Regions from separate parts of the Sus scrofa genome. Here region 2 is linked to region 1. The links are chromatin contacts, called in public Hi-C maps. All regions are on one chromosome and are shown on one strand. The core of a region is the stretch at or near the end of the contact, and the rest is flanking DNA. Distances in the headings are between cores, read along the strand shown.

Evidence for each region. Hi-C and Micro-C count contacts between places; a contact is called where the count stands out from the background.
Region 2: a Hi-C map of embryonic fibroblasts shows a contact between it and region 1, with 2.8 times the contacts expected there. The contact joins two enhancer-like sites. A contact is called at or near these places in 3 of 47 Hi-C or Micro-C datasets (embryonic fibroblasts and fibroblasts).

What each region holds. Positions count from the first base shown.
Region 1 is chr1:136,545,125-136,548,742 of Sscrofa11.1, forward strand. The region is part of intron 2 of SCG5 (secretogranin V); the gene reads left to right. Among named protein-coding and RNA genes, the nearest start is that of SCG5, 21 kb to the left of the region's middle. Within about 2 kb of position 1,942, at least 7 of the 83 cell types and tissues checked have an H3K27ac peak or open chromatin away from gene starts, as enhancers often do. A contact at or near this core is called in embryonic fibroblasts, where this site is marked.
Region 2 is chr1:136,732,086-136,735,681 of Sscrofa11.1, forward strand. FMN1 (formin-1) reads right to left here. Exons shown (of 22, transcript XM_021098316.1): 19 at 3,354-3,405. Among named protein-coding and RNA genes, the nearest start is that of GREM1, 120 kb to the left of the region's middle. Within about 2 kb of position 1,661, at least 1 of the 83 cell types and tissues checked has an H3K27ac peak or open chromatin away from gene starts, as enhancers often do. A contact at or near this core is called in embryonic fibroblasts, where this site is marked.

The DNA of each region.
Region 1 (3,618 bases), core at 692-3,191:
TTTTCCATTGGTGCTTCAGTCTCAAGGCCTCTAGAGTTGTTTGAAGGTGAAAACACAGCAAGGTCAGGAACCAGGTGTCACACACCCCTCACTCCAGGGGTGGGTCGGCTGAATGGGTGTGATACAAACAGGGACCAGGAGATGCAAAGAGGAGTAGCAGGGCCCATGTTCTCTTATTGTGATTAGAGCCTCCCTTGTTTAAGGAGCTTAGGTCTTGGGAGTTCCCTGGTGGCTCAGTGGGTTAAGGATCTGGTGTTGGCACTGCTGTGCCTCAGGTTCAGTCCCTAGTCCAGGAACTTCCTCATGCCCATGCCATAGGTGCAGTGCAGTCCAAAAAAAAAAAAAAAAAAAAAGATGTAAGGGAAAAGGGACAGATATAAATGTTGAAAGACACACGTACAGCATGCCAAGATAGAAGCTGTGAGCCCAGGTTGTGGTTGAGATAGTCACCATGACAGGAGCTCTGGAGGGAAGTAAGGCTCTGGCCTCAGGGAAGCCTTCTCAGGTCAAGTGGAGTTTAGCTGCATGCCCTTGAGGAGGTGGTCACGTGGATCATGGGGGCTTAGTTTCAGGCATGAAGAGGTGGGAGGAAATAGACTCGTTATCTAGAATGTGTTGAGTGCAGAGTGGTTGGGGATCAAATAGAGGGTGGCAAGAAGGCTGGACACTTTTAAGATTGTCGCCACATTTCTCTACTTAAGAGTATCTGGGGGGAGTTCCCCGGTGGCCTAGTGGTTGAGGATTCGGTGTTGTCACTGGTGTGGCACGGGTTTGATCCCTGACCTGGGAACTTATGCATGCTGCAGGTGTGGCAAAAAAAAAAAAAAAAAAGAGTATCTAAGGACAGGAGCCCATTGTCCATGTCAGTTGGGACTCTAAGTTCCTGCCTCACACAGCCTGTCCCCTTGTCTGCAGAGTGTTCCATGCAGATAAAAAGGCTGCCCCACATCTGCAGATGCCTTTGACGGCAGCCGAGGTAGCAGGTGGGAGTGGGACTTGGGTAGTTCTTTTGGTTTTGGTCAAATACATTTGCAGTTAGGCACCAACACCATTGGGACTTCCGGGGATGGGGCAGGTGTTTCTTCAGTCACAAAGTATGTATGGATGTCACAGGGGGACTGGAGCAGACACGCCTCCTGCCATGCTCAGCATGTGCTGGATGGTCCCTAGACCAGCTCCTTCTACTAGCTGCTCCACTTTCCCTGTGGGGTTATTTATTTATTTATTTATTTTTAGTATTAGATGACGATTTTATTATTTTTTTAAATTTTTTGATTTTCATTTTTTTAAGTTTTATTGAAGTATAATTAATTTACAAGGCTGTGATCATTTCTGCTGTGCAACAAAGTGACCCAGTCATATGTATACACACATTCATTCTCTTTCAGATTCTTTTCCCACATGGATTATCACAAGATATTGGGTAGAGTTCCCTGTGCCATACAGCAGGTCCCCATGGGCCAGTCATTCCATATACCTCAGTGTGCATATGCCAATCCCCAACCCCCAGTCCTTCCCTCTCACCCGCGTCTGTGGGGTTATTTGTTTGGACACACTGACTCGGAAGCTCCCAGGGGGCCAGACACTGACCCCTCCCAGTACTGTGGGGAACACTGGTCCCACCGGGGGGTGCAGAGTACATGGCATTCGGTCTGATCAGGATGGAGTGACACTCACCCAGGGCCCTTCCAAGCAGGGATCGGGGGCCGGCTCGGGGCCCTCCTGGTTGTCGCCCCCACTAGCCTGTCAGAGTTTATCTTTGCATGAGACAGATTGTGGTGAAGGAGACAGTCAGTCCAGGAGACTGGCCTGCCCTGAGGAGGCTCAAGGGACCTTCCTGGTGCCATCTTCCTGGTACGCGAGAGCTCGGCAGCCTGTGTCAACAAGCCCAGCCCTGTTTGGACAAGATGTGGTTGACTAACGTTTTCCTCTTGGGCAGTAGGAGTGGACGGGCCTGCTGGGAGGAGCCCCTTTGCTGTAAACTACAGAGATGCCTGTCTTCTGAACCGAACCAGCGGGTCACTTCTGCCTCATTTTTTTTTTTTTTTTCCAATCCTTCAGCAGATGATGGGAGACACCATTTGTTGAGTTTGTGCAGACTCTAAATACTCCTTGGTCACTGGACTGTGCAAAAATATGGCAACAATGCAGGTGCTATGGCCTAGAAATGTTTCCGAAGGCAAGGGAGGAAAAAGCAGTTCTTCTGACAGTAAATGATACATTATACTAATATCAGAAGAATTTTTTTTTGCATGTGTGGTCAGTGAAGAGAATTTTTGGCAGTTGGTTCTCATTGAAGGAGGTCTGTATACAGCACGCTGGAGCCTGGTCAGCGCCTCTGGCTTTTTTTTTTTTTTTTTTTTTTTTTTTTTTTTTTCACATGCAGAGCTGTGGTGCCTAGGGGTCTGGGCTGTGACAGCAAGACGTGACTGCAGGCAGGGAGTGGTCAGCTTGCGCTCAGCATTCCAGATCCTGGCTGTGAGCAGAGTAAGTTGCTGGTATCCACACAGCTTTCTCCCCAGCGCCCCTCCCCAGCCAGGCCTCCCAGCCTTGCTTCAGTGTGTTCATCTGTGGTCCAAGACAAGTCACATCTCTAACCCCCCAGTTACAGCAGCCAGGAGAGCATGTGGATGCCCATCAGCCTTGCTCCAATTTAAGCAGAGGAGTTGAGCGGCAACCAATGGGATCTCCATTGCCGCAAGTGGTACCAAGGCTCTTTTGATGCAGAAGCAGTAGGAATATAGGTTTAGACTTCTGCTATTTCCAGATAATTTTTAATTTCTCCAAGCATATTTATAAATAGAGCTCAAATCATTCATTGGAGAGGGGAAAAGTGCAAGAAAATCAAATGCATTCACCTGTTGCTTTGTTCGATAAGAGATGCACACACAACATCTGTGTGTCCTTTGGTGCCTGGTGTCCTCCTCTGGGCCCAGCCTTTTGGTCCCAGGTGGACCCAGTGGGCAGTGCCAGGACAGGACATCAACTTCTCACTTGCATTAGCCCTGGTACTTAGAACATTTGCCTCTATGAGTTTTGGATAGACCCACATTTTCACCCTGCCAATCTGATTGTAAAGCTCTAGAATCCAGGGAGAGCACAGCACCTCGAAACTGGCTTGACTCCCAAAGTCAAGTACCCTTTGAAAGAGGGCAATTTAGTTTAATTAAAGGTTAGGAAGCACTCTCTTTTGATACCTACAGAAGGAAACACAAAATGGAATATGTGATCATGTTCTTTCTTTAAATGTGGTTCTAGGAGGACAACCAATAATTTATTTTGTGCCTTCTATGTACCAGACACTCCATATGTAGTTATTTTTTAACTAAGAAATCCTGTGCTTCCCCCTCACAAGGGTAGGTTGGGGTGTAGAGTGGGTGAGACCTTGGCCAGGACTGACCATCTGATGTGGCTGAGGGTCTGGATTCACATCATGATTTTGACTCCAGAGCATGGCTTTCACTCTCAGCACCCATGACATTGGGCCATGGAATTCTTGGTTGTGGGGCCTGCATCCCTGACATCTGCCCCCTCCATGCCTCCAGAACACCAGCATCGCCAACCCATAATAATGTCCCCTGCCACTTGTGACAACCCGCAATAATATTATCCCCTGCC
Region 2 (3,596 bases), core at 411-2,910, 190 kb after region 1:
GAAATACAGAGAGAGAGAGTTCTGTAACCTAAAAGAATGGGTCAGGAATTTCTTACAGAGACACGGGGCTTAGGAACTGGAAGGGACTTGCAGGTCAACCTGTCCAACATTCTCATCTTACAGACGAGAAAACAGAGACCTGGAAAGATGGAATGACCTTATTCACTGGCAGAGTTGGGCCTACAGAGTCGCATCCCCCGATTCTCAGTGAACTGCTTTTTTCTGTTCTGCTCTTCTGTGGCTCATGCTCACTAACATAGGCACTTAAGAAATGAGAGAGTCATTCTGGGGGATTTGCTTCCACTGAGACACAGCTGCTGCCTGGATCACATATAATGTGCATTACCTCCCTGCAAAGCACATCATTATTTTCCTCTCTTCCTTACAGTCATCTTCTACACAGAAACATTATTTGTTTGTGCATGGAAGAGAGAAGGGACAATCTCCACTTTAGGATTCAGAGGAACACATTCTCTTCCTATTTTACAGTGAGCTGTATAGTAAAGTGTACAGAAACTCTGGTTACCGTGCTTAATGGGTTACCCCAACGCCTCTGAGTTTGTGAGCCCTGATGCAGTTTCAGGGAGTGACAGCATCACTGGATGGGTTATCACAGAGTTTGAGAACAACGTGTCACCCCCCCCCTCCCCCCGAGGGCCACACTTTTCCCAACTCTAAATTAAAGCTCACCATGTAATCTCGCTGCCTCTCCCTGGAGGGTCTGGGAGGCTCTGCTTGCTAACCCTCAAAGAGGAGGAAAATGAAAGGAAATAGTGAATTTCAGCATTTTCCCCCCTATGTATTTAAGAAACTAAGAAAGGAAGTGAACCTCTTCAGAACTAAAGCAAAGAGAATTGCGGAGGCTGGCCCGGCTTTGGCACCCTGTGGCTTGAACAAAGACGGAGTCACTCTGAAGATGTGCCTTAGTTGACTTCAGTGTGATCTTTTTTGTTCAAGAAAAAATGCCAAAAGCTAGAATATGAACCTATAACTATCTGATAAGGTCTAGACTAGTGCCCTCACCCTGCCGCCAAACAATTCCCTTCCTCCCAAATTCAGTTTTGATTCACAGAAGACTGATTATCATAAATCTTCTGAACTGGGGAAGAAAAATGCTGATATTTAACAAGGGGGGGATTCCTCCAATAGACAAAGGGGATGGTAGTGCCATTTAAAAATTTTTGTTAGTCAGCAGATACCTCTAAAATAGCTTTCAACTTTTCAAAGACTGGCTTCTAATCCTATGTTCTATGAACCTTTTCTACTTCACTCTTAACTATTCCCCGACCCCTTCTCTCTCTGCTATAATTCCTTGTCTGATTCGTATCTTTTTGAGTCAGCTAAACATTTTTAGAGTTCAGACAACGATTGTATCAAAGAGCCCGTGGCAAAGGGAACTGTTTTACTTTTGCAGTGTTGAGATGCTGGGGCGGAACACATCCGTTATTGTCCTACATGCATGCCTTCAGAAACTGCTGAGGAAAAGCAAATATTCCTTAGCCTCAGAGTAAATTGTTTCTCTTGAGAATACAACACAAGAATTTACTAAATCTCACACGAATATTGCAACACTGACCACCAACCTCCTTCAAGAGTGTAACCAAACAACTGTGGTTTCTACATTAAAGATGGGATCTAACATATTTCATGTATGACATGAAAGCTAGGCTACCTTCACCACAAAGTCACGGAAAACGCTGACAACCAAAATTTATGACCCCCCTCAGCATGGCTAATGCACAGCAGCAACTCCGGCCCCTCTCAGATGGGCCCCTTTTTCTGAAAGCAAGAATCCCGAAGAAGAATTAGAAGTCTGACATCCACCTTGGGACTCAAAATTCTGTTCAGTCTGATACCCATGTGCCCTTGTTGATGGTCTTTTTAACGCATGTGGCATATTTCTGTAACACAGACACATTAGCTTTACACACCGAGGAAAAGAATCTTAATATGGGGATAATGTATACTATATACATACATATGTATAGGATATATAGGTTAAGTCCAATAAAGGAATATAATCTAAAATTCTAAAATCAGAACCATGTGATCATCTTGGTTGCCAAAAATTATCATGTGAGGATGACAATCTTAATTCAAGAACATGTCTGCACTTAGAAAAAAGGCCAAGTTTGCCTTCACCTTGCGCTCCTCTGCATCTTAACTTTATCGGCACATATGGCGGGAAGCAGGGTGAGATGCTGGTGTCTGTTAAAGGAGGGCACACAGCATTGACCAGAGGCTTTTAGAACGCTTGGAAATTGTGGTGAGGTGAGAGGAAAGGGTTCATTTCTGGAGTTCGTTCACTTGCATTTAATGAATGCCTCTCCACACACATTTTGTAAAGCTTGTTTCCTGTCTTTAGTTAGCTCTTAATTTTCTAATACTTTCAGAAGTGGCCCCTGCAAATTTATCTCAGTTCCCTGCCCCGAATCTGAGGAAATCTTGGCGTATTCCCCTTCATTTTCTAAGAGAGAGGAGGAGCCCCGCTGACTAATAGAAAAACTCCTCTAAGGGATCACAGCCAATGGTGACTGGGCTCTACTAGGTGAGGTGGATGACTCCACTTAGGTGTCTATGAAGAGAGAGAACAAAGAAGAAGCCCGAGGTAGGTGAGAGGTTGAAGAGAAGACCTCTGAGGGCCCTGCTCCAACTTTGGGGGGTAGTTTTCCATGAATATAGAGAGGTCACTCCCCTCTCTCCAACTGTCACTTGTCTACAATATCCTCTAGCAGCTGAGGAAAGACATAATGTGTCTCTTAGGTATTTGCAATAATTGCTTTAAAGGAGCTGTAATGCAAAGAAGGCTCCCACGGCTCTGGCATCCGTGAGGTATTCTGGAGCAGAGTCATGGAGCAGAGGCACAGACATGGAAATGGTGTTAGGACCTGTGAAGCAGGTGAGTCTGGATCTGTCCCTGCTTCTGGAGGGGAAAAAAAAAAAGATCCCGAGTCCTATTCCTGGATCTTTCACTCCAGCTTTCGCTAGAAGCTTCTTGCTCCTAGGGGCACAGTCTTAACAGACAGGGTCAAAAGAGTGGCTGGTCCTTCAGGACGCTAAGTGAAGTAGGCCAATCATAAAAGGAAAACTTCTGTATGATTCCACTGACACAGGTCCCTAGAGTAGTCAAAGTTACAGTCAGGAAGCAGAATGGTGGTTGCCAGAGGCTGTGGGAAAGAGGGAACTGGCAGTTATGGTTTCAAGAGTAAAGAGTCTGCCTTTGGAGGAGACGAAAAAGTTCTGGAGATGGATGGTGTTGATGCTTTTGCACAGCAATATGAACGTTCTTAATAAAATGATAAAAAAGAATGGCTAGTCAAAGCACAACTTGGGGCTGATTCAGAGTTACTTACCTTTTCTGTGCATTCTCCAAGTGACTTTCTTCCATTTTATGCTCTTTTTTGGCTGTAAAAGATAAATTATTATGAATTAAACAGGATTTTCTTCCATCCTATCCTTTGTGTAATCTAACTTTGATTTGTTAGCAAAATAAGCCCACATTCAGGAGCTGACAGCCCCTACCCCACCTCCTGGCCATAGGACTCAATTTGCTAGACCCACTGTCACTGCTTTCTTGATAACAGCTATGGTTAATG